Regions from separate parts of the Sus scrofa genome. Here region 1 is linked to region 2. A link is a contact called in public HiChIP or PLAC-seq data. All regions are on one chromosome and are shown on one strand. Each heading gives the region's core, a stretch centred on a gene start, on an enhancer-like site or on the middle of the called end of the contact. The rest is flanking DNA. Distances are from core to core; before and after follow the strand shown. Region 1 overlaps MCMBP (minichromosome maintenance complex binding protein). Region 2 has its middle 32 kb from the start of INPP5F.

Region 1 (4,076 bases), core at 422-2,921, 150 kb after region 2:
GATGAGGGTCAGATCCCGAGTTGCTGTGACTGTGGCATAGGCCGGCAGCTAAAGCTCCGATTGGACACCTCGCCTGGGAACCTCCATATGCCATGGGTTCGGCCTTACAAAAGACAAAAACAAAACAAAAACTGAACTCAAGTTATTAGGCTTGTTTTTTGCAGTGGTATGCACTACCAATTCTGCAAACATCTTCTCTGGAACGGCTGTCCCCCGCTTATCTGCAGGGAATATGTTCTAAGACCCATAGTGTTTGATGTCTGAAACTGTGGATAGAACTGAACCCCACATATACTCTGTCTTTTCCCATACACACATACCTATGATAAGAGTTTTAATTCATAAATTGGGCACAGTAAGAGATTAGCCACAATAACTAATAATAAAAATAGGACATTTGGAGTTCCCGTCGTGGCGCAGCAGTTAACGAATCCAACTGGGAACCATGAGGTTGCGGGTTCGGTTCCTGCCCTTGCTCAGTGGGTTAACGATCCAGCATTGCCGTGAGCTGTGGTGTAGGTTGCAGACGCGGCTCGGATCCTGCGTTGCTGTGGCTCTGGCGTAGGCCGGTGGCTACGGCTCCGATTAGACCCCTAGCCTGGGAACCTCCATATGCCACAGGGGCAGCCCAAGAAATAGCAAAAAGACAAAAAAAAAAAAAAAAAAAAAAGGACAATTATAATGATACACTGGAATTAAAGTTATGTGAATATGGTCTCAAAATACCTTACTGTACAAATTTAATGACTTTTCCCTCTTAATTAAGCACTTATCACAACTATGGCTGTAAACTTTGGCAGGTTGAGATGCAAAAGCAAAACTAGCACAAATTTCTTTTTCCTTCTTGATAATTTCACAGAACCTTCTGTTGTTTTTAGGGTAGATGTTAGTGACTCCAGCAGATAATTATTTTCTTATTAATTAGCTGAGAACTTTCACCTTTTCACTTAAAAATAGCACTTAATGACATTTCGTTGGCATATCCAAATTGCTAGTACTCTTACACTTTGGAGCCATTATTAAGTAACATAAGAGTTTCTTGGAACATAAGCCCTATGACACGGTGACAATCTGCTAGCCCAGGTGGCTACTAAGTGGCTAATGGGTGGGATAGGGTACAAAAGGCCGATTCACGTGCTGGGTGGAACGGATGGGGACGGTGCGAGATTTCATCATACTATTAACAATGGCATGCAATTTAAAGCTTATGAATAATTTATTTTTGGAACTTCCCCTTAATATTTCAGACTGAGTTTGACTACAGGTAACTGTAACCATAGAAAGCAAGACCAAGGTAAAGGGAACCTACTGTGTGTAGAACTGAGCAAATGAACATACTGTGCATTCTGGAAGTTTCCTTCTGTCAGAACAGGGAATTACAAGTATGGAAAGGAGGAAAACTAGAACGACACCTAGTTGTGGAGCTGAACTAATGTGGAACCAGAAAGGCCGTGTGTACTCATGGTTTTTGATATATAGACTTGGAAATAACACAAAGACCTATAGATACATGCGTGTATACAAATGTGTATGCGTGTGTGTAATTATGTATATACTTATTTCTGAGATCTGCCAGTTAAAACAGCAGGGAAGTGATGCCAGCACAGTACCAATAACCACGGTGACATTCGGATCTTGATTTTTCCTTCTTCTTTTTTTTTTTAAAGGGCCACGCCTGTGGAATATGGAAGTTCCCAGGCTAGGGGCTGAATCAGAGATACAGCTGAAGCCTACACCACAGCCACAGCAACACTGGATCTGAGCCACATCTGCAACCTACACTGCAGCTTGCAACAACGCAGGTCCTTAACCCACTGAGCCAGGGCAGGGATCAAACCCACATCCTCACAGATACCATGTGGGGCTCTTAACTCACTAAGCCACAACAGGAACTCTAGATCTTGATTTTTAAATATAATTCCTCACTAAAGAAACCAGTGCTCCTTTGAGACTGACGGATGAGAAGTACAAGATGAGGCTGAAATAGCTTAGGGTGTCCAAAAATACATGTTTAAAAATAATAAGGTCAGAGTTCTCCTGTGCATAGTGGGTTAAGGATCTAGTGCTGTCACCACAGCAGCTTGGGTCAGTGCTGAGGTGCAGCTTCAATCCCTGGCCCAGGAACTTTCTCATGCCCTGGGCATGCGCGGCCCCCCCAACCCCGCCGCCCCCGACGATAAGGTCATATCAAAAAGGATCCAGAGCCTGCTTAAAGTGGCTCCCACAAGCCAAATATGGGAAAATATGATCTCATTAGAAATAACAGGTTAACAACCACACTGATATAAACAAATTACTTGAACAAATTACTCGGGAGAGAGGAGAAACCTTACAGTAGAATGCCAAAGAATAAATGTAGGAGGAGTGACTGGGATAGAAAATCACCATCATAACACTTGATTCAAGCAAGAATCATCAACATGCTAAAATAAGTGGGTGAAAGTTAAATAAGAAACTGGAAATTATGTGGTCTCAAAGCATTTCCCTCTAAATTACTTGTTAACTACAAAGTAAAAAATAGTAACTTTATGGGAGCGAAACCTGGCAAACACCACCTTAACCAAGGGATCAAAACCGACTTCAGCAGTAATGGGGTACTGCGCCCTCTGATGGAATATGCTGAGGACACCGCACCTTGTGGTTTCCTGCCCCAAACGCAAAACTGGAATCTAATCAAAAGGAAACATCAGACAAACCCAAACTGAGAGACAGTCTACAAAATAACTGGCTTGCAGTCTTCAAAGTGTCAAGGCCCTGTTCTGCCACCTGAGGACACAGTAAGACAGCCACCTGCAAACTGGCCCTCACTACCTGCTGGGTCTGCTGGGCCTTAATCTTGAACTTCTCAGACTACAGAACTGTGAATCCTCACAATGAATTTTTGTTGTGTAAATTAAAAAAAAAAAAAAGTGTCGGAGTTCCCACTGTGCCACAGCAGCACCAGGACACAGGTTCAATCCTTGGCCCAGCACAGCGGGTTAAAAAGGATTGCTGCAGCTGCAGTGTAGGTCACAACTGCAGTGTGAATATGACCCCTGGCTAGGGAACTCCATATGCCAAAAAGAAAAATGAGTTAAAAAAGTGTCAAGGCCATAAAGGCCAAAAAAAGACAGTTCCAGGTTAATACAACCAGTGATCCTATGGAGCCTAGACCAAAAAGACTGTCAGAAAGAACAAGATAATTAGTAAAATTAAATGTTTTGTGGTTAGTGTATTCTTGGCAAATGTCCAATTTTTGCAGCAATACTCTGATTATATATGAGAAAGTCGTTGTAGGAAATATGGATGCAAGTATGACTTCCGCAACTTACTCTCAAAAAATGTACCTATGTATAAAAATGCATGTGTGTAAGCACAAATCAATGACAAAACAAATGGAGCATAGTATTAACAACTTGTAAGTTTGGATGAAGAGGAAAAGGGAATTCTTTATAACTATACTGCAACTTTTCTCAAAATTTAAAACTGTATCAAAATTAAAGGTTACTAAAAAAGAGCAAACGTACCTTTCATCATTATTCAGTACGCTGAGCACAGGATCCACAGACAGTATGCCATACAATTCAAGAACATCATTCACTTTAAAACAATCCCAGTCTTCATAGACCTAACAGGAGACCACACAAAATCACTGTTAGGACTAAATAACACCAAAAAGGCAGATGACATGAGTCTTGACATTACAGTAACAATAATATCATCTTAGCGTTTTAAATCAGAAAATGAACTTTTAAGCAACTCCTTCATCAGATAAATTGAGACCAAGAGTACTTGCCTCAAGTTATTCTGGTAGTTAGTAAAAAGTGAACAACTAAAACACAGGACTCCTAACTCCTGGGCAATGTCTGTTTTCCCACTACTTCAGAGAAAGTTTTCTCCAAAGGACGATGGTCAATTAAAACTAGAAATATGGAGTTCCCATCGCAGTGCAGTGGTTAACAAATCTGACTAGGAATCATGAGGTTGCGCGGGTTCGATCCCTGGCCTTGCTCAGTGGGTTAAGGATCTGGCGTTGCTGTGAGCTGTGGTGTAGGTCACAGACACGGCTCGGATCCTGCGTTGCTGTTGCTGTGGCT
Region 2 (4,269 bases), core at 1,011-3,510:
CCCAACAGGTTTTCCCGTCTTTGAACCTTCAGAGAGAAAGGGCTGGGATCTGGAGACTTTGCCCCAAGGGGCCTCTTAACTATTAGCAAGTTTATATTCTTTCTCCTTGGCAACTGGATTTGCTTATTGAGAGGCATTAAGGAAGAAATCCTTTGAAAAAGCTTTATGTCACCTTCTACTCATGGCAAACGAGAGCCTACTTGCCCCAAATTTTCATAACTAAAAGAGCCTACATGAAGACTCTTGCCTGAATAATGAAAGTTCTAAGATGACTCGGTCCACTCTCTGACATAGTTATAATTATGGCATAATTTATAAATTTCTTCCTAAGTGTCCAGTTATATTAAAATATGTTTAAAGATAATTTTGATGAATTATTGGGTCACAAAGTTCTTTCAGACAAAAAGAGACAAAATGATCATTATTCCCAATGACAGAGTTCCCTGCTGGCTCAGCGGGTTAAGGATCCAGTATTGTCACTGCTGTGCCTCAGGTTGCTGCTGTGGTGCAGGTTTGATCCCTGGCCTGGGAACTTCCACATGCTGTGAGTGCAGCCAAAAAAACACCAAAGCCAACCAAACAAAACATTATCTCCATATATTTTTAAATCCTCAGGATTTAAAATACTAAATATACAGTAGAAATACTAAAAATACAGTAATTTAGAAATACTAAAAATACAGTAACTTTTATTTTTGATTATATTTCACCCTAATGATCAAAATTTTATAACATATAGTTTAAAAATAAAATGGCATTTCATAATCATTTCATGAACAGTCTTAAGGATTATGTTTCTTAAAATGGGGAGTTCCCATTGTGGCGCAGTAGAAACCAACCTGACCAGTATCCATGAGGATTCAGGTTTGATCTCTGGCCTCACTCAGTGGGTTAAAGGATCCGCCGTTGCCCTGAGCTGTGGTGTAAGTCGCAGATGCAGCTCAGATCCCATGTTGCTATGGCAGTAATGTAGGCCAGAAGCTGTAGCTCCCATTCGACCCCTAGCCTGGGAACTTCCACGTGCAGGGGGTGCAGCCCTAAAAAGCAAAAAAAAAAAAAAAAGTTTCGTAAAATGACAAGGAAGAGGAGTTCACTTGTGGCTCAGGTTAAGGATCTGGCATTGTCACTGCAGCAGCTTGGGCTGATACTGTGGGGCGGGTTTGATCCCTGGCCCGGGAACTTCCACAGGCTGCAGGTGTGGCCAAAAAAAAAAAAAAATGATGATGAGAAGGAGGGAGGAAAAAGAAGAAAGGAGGGGGGGGGTCTCAAGAATAACATTAATTAGTACAAAATGTACAGCTGAGATGGTTTATTTTATTATATATGTGATTTTATTTGTGATACATTGGAATGTGAAACTCAAAATATTTCTTCAGAGCTCAGGCTTTACCAAAAGCTGTTTGACAGTGAAATCTCTGGCAGGGGTTGAGGGGGCAGTTAATTTATGAACACAGGTTAAGCCAGGCAGCTTCTGGCCTGGATGGATGTTGGCTTAGTTAAATCAGACCCTGGAGTCCTGAGATCGTAGCTTTTCATTCCAGCATCCCCAGTAACTCATTGTGCATTTTAGCAAGCCACTTCCCCTTGGACTCATGCCATTCTGCTTCCATGGTTCCTAATGAAGCACTCAAATAATTAAACCCTGGAGTGAGTGATTTCACCTCGTTGTGCGGTAGGGGGCGACTCATGACTGCGCCTTCCATTTTTACCCCAGTCGGAAGAAATCCTTTCCCGTGTTCTCAGGAAGTCATTCTTGTGACTGGGGGTTCCATTTCAGAATGAATTACCTCTTTCATTACTTTTTATTTCTTCTAATACACGTGATACACTAACAAAGACCAAGACCTTATTTGAAAACCAAGTGAAAAAAAGTGAGTCCAGGATGTGGTACTGGCCTCAAGATTAAAACAGTCATCATTCATTCATGCTTTCACTCCGTGAATAAATAAGACCATCACTTTCTCAAATTGGGGAGATTTGTGAATCAGAAATAATCTAATTCACGATCTGATGAGAATTCTATTCCAGTAAAGGGAACTGACCACACCCACTTGAGACGATGGTATGATGTGACCCACACGTCTCTTGGTTGGTTTCCTATCAATGCAGTCTTGACTTTGGGGGGGAAAGCCAAATGTTCTTAATATTTTAATTCTTTTATAAGGAGCAGGGTCAAAATAAAATTTCATCATGTGAGACAGGGCTATTTTATCCTCGTATGAAAATGGAAAAATGAATGATGAGTCATGCTTATTTCTTAGAAACCTAGTAAGAAACCCCACTCCGGCAGCTCCCCCTCTCCCATAGCTCTTACTGGTGGCAGTAATTATGGGAAGTCAGAGCATTCACCATCATTCCTCCTATTGGGACTAGAGCTGCCCCTCTTCAGGCAAAATGGGCAAGGTCTGGGCAGAGAAGAAACTCAACATCGTGGTAAAGCCTAAAGCCTGCATTTGAAACATTCAAGTGAGAAGCAACTTCTTCCCTCTGTGGAAAGGGGAGGTTCCATAGTGGTGGATTGGCAGGTCAACCCTCCTATCAAGAACAGTTAAGACTCCCTGCTGGTCTAGGAAAGGACGTTAGAGATTTGGGGGTACAGCCTTCTCATTTTCAGATATGCATATCAGTGTCCAGAGACAGAGAGGTTGAGTGACTTCCCCACAGATAAGGGAGATCTCAGAAAAAAATGTGATCACCAGTATGGCACCTGAAATTGTTATCTGCTCATTATTTCCTCTTCTGCTGACAGAAGACCCTCAGTTTTACTTTGGGAAAATTCGGATCCTCCACCTCAGGCCATGTGGCTCAAATGGACCAAACTCCTCCCTTTCTTATGCCGTTTCTCAGGCTTGGTTGACCAGAGCCTCAGAACCTGGAGCTTCCAGGGGTTATCATGCAGCTAGAACCTACTCCCAAACAACGTCAACTAGAGGAAAACAAAGCTGAGAGGTGGTGAAAGACCAACTTCTGATAACAGGGTTTGAACTCCTGGATCCAACCATGCCTGATGGATATCAACTCCTGGACTTTGCAGTATGTAAACCAATTCATTTTCTTATTTGTTTTGTGTTGTGTTTCACTTGCAACTGTGTCTGAACCAATACATTCTTGACTTGTATTCATTTTTCTTTTTGACCCACAAATGCTAATCCTTGGGCTTGTCCAGAAGGGTCACTTAGGTCTGTAACACAATTTCTCTCCCCATCTATTATTGCCTTTTGCTGTGAGGATTCTGCAAGTGGATGGTGATGGCAGCAAGCAGTGAGTGAGACAGATAGCCATGGGCCTGCAGCAGGGATAGGAGACTTGGTTTCTAAAGGCTTGGGCTGCAGTTGCGGTGTGACAGGGTCTGCAGCATCTCTGGAGTCCTGGGATGCAGGTTTGATCCTCAGCCCAGCATAGGGGGTTAAGGATCTGGTGTTTCCACAGTTATTGCTGCAGCTGTGGCATGGGTCAAAATTGCAGCTCAGATCTGATCCCTGGCCCAGGGAACTCAGGGAGACCCAAAAAAAAAAAAAAAAGACTTGGGCCTGCATTTCACCATGCATCCCAATGGATTTCTGTAGTGATGTCAACATTAGTAGCAATGTAGATAACTCATTCAAATGAGAAACTAACCAGGATATAGATAACTCATCTTTTTGTCTCTTGTTTTCAAATACGCTTGTAGATATATGTATATGTGTGTGTGTGCAGGTACACATATTATATATGTGCACATATGTATGTATATACAGATTATACATGAGTGGGTGACATATATGTCTGTGTGTGTGTGTGTATGTACTCTGATTTTAGAAGTAATTTACTGCCTGCATCTGCTCCCAGGCCAAGGTGGGTCTCTTCTCAGCGTCCCTGTGATCATGCCTCTTGGTAAGAGAGGAGCCCATGAAGACTCTGTGTTCTGTCTTAATCCGCATGCCATCCTATCAGGCCTTCAGTAGCTTGGGGCACAGACTTGCTAAGTCACTGCCCAGAAGCATCTGACTGCTGTATAGGGTTGCTCACCCATCACCCAGCTCTAACGCAGAGCGCCAAAGATGGCCTTGGTTATATTCTGACTGTTTCTACCTGTATCCTTCAATATCTGTGCGCTAGGATAGAGCTTTTCTTCTACTGAAGAAAATTTGGGGAGTTCCTGTCATGCCTCAGTGGTTAACGAATCCGACTAGGAACCATGAGATTACGGGTTAGATCCCTGACCTTGCTCAGTGGGTCAAGGATCCGGCGTTGCCGTGAGCTGTGGTGTAGGTTGCAGACGCAACTCAG

Evidence for each region. HiChIP or PLAC-seq counts read pairs in DNA pulled down with a chosen protein or histone mark.
Region 1: a contact with region 2 is called in an H3K27ac HiChIP or PLAC-seq map of alveolar macrophages. The contact joins two enhancer-like sites. A contact is called at or near these places in 13 of 47 Hi-C or Micro-C datasets (alveolar macrophages, blood, embryonic fibroblasts and 7 more) and 1 of 2 datasets of contacts at active chromatin or transcription factors (alveolar macrophages).

What each region holds. Positions count from the first base shown.
Region 1 is chr14:129,689,595-129,693,670 of Sscrofa11.1, forward strand. It overlaps MCMBP (minichromosome maintenance complex binding protein), which reads right to left. Exons shown (of 16, transcript NM_001243591.1): 8 at 3,507-3,607. Among named protein-coding and RNA genes, the nearest start is that of MCMBP, 51 kb to the right of the region's middle. Within about 2 kb of position 1,672, at least 1 of the 83 cell types and tissues checked has an H3K27ac peak or open chromatin away from gene starts, as enhancers often do. A contact at or near this core is called in alveolar macrophages, where this site is marked.
Region 2 is chr14:129,543,606-129,547,874 of Sscrofa11.1, forward strand. No RefSeq gene overlaps it. Among named protein-coding and RNA genes, the nearest start is that of INPP5F, 32 kb to the right of the region's middle. Within about 2 kb of position 2,261, at least 4 of the 83 cell types and tissues checked have an H3K27ac peak or open chromatin away from gene starts, as enhancers often do. A contact at or near this core is called in alveolar macrophages, where this site is marked.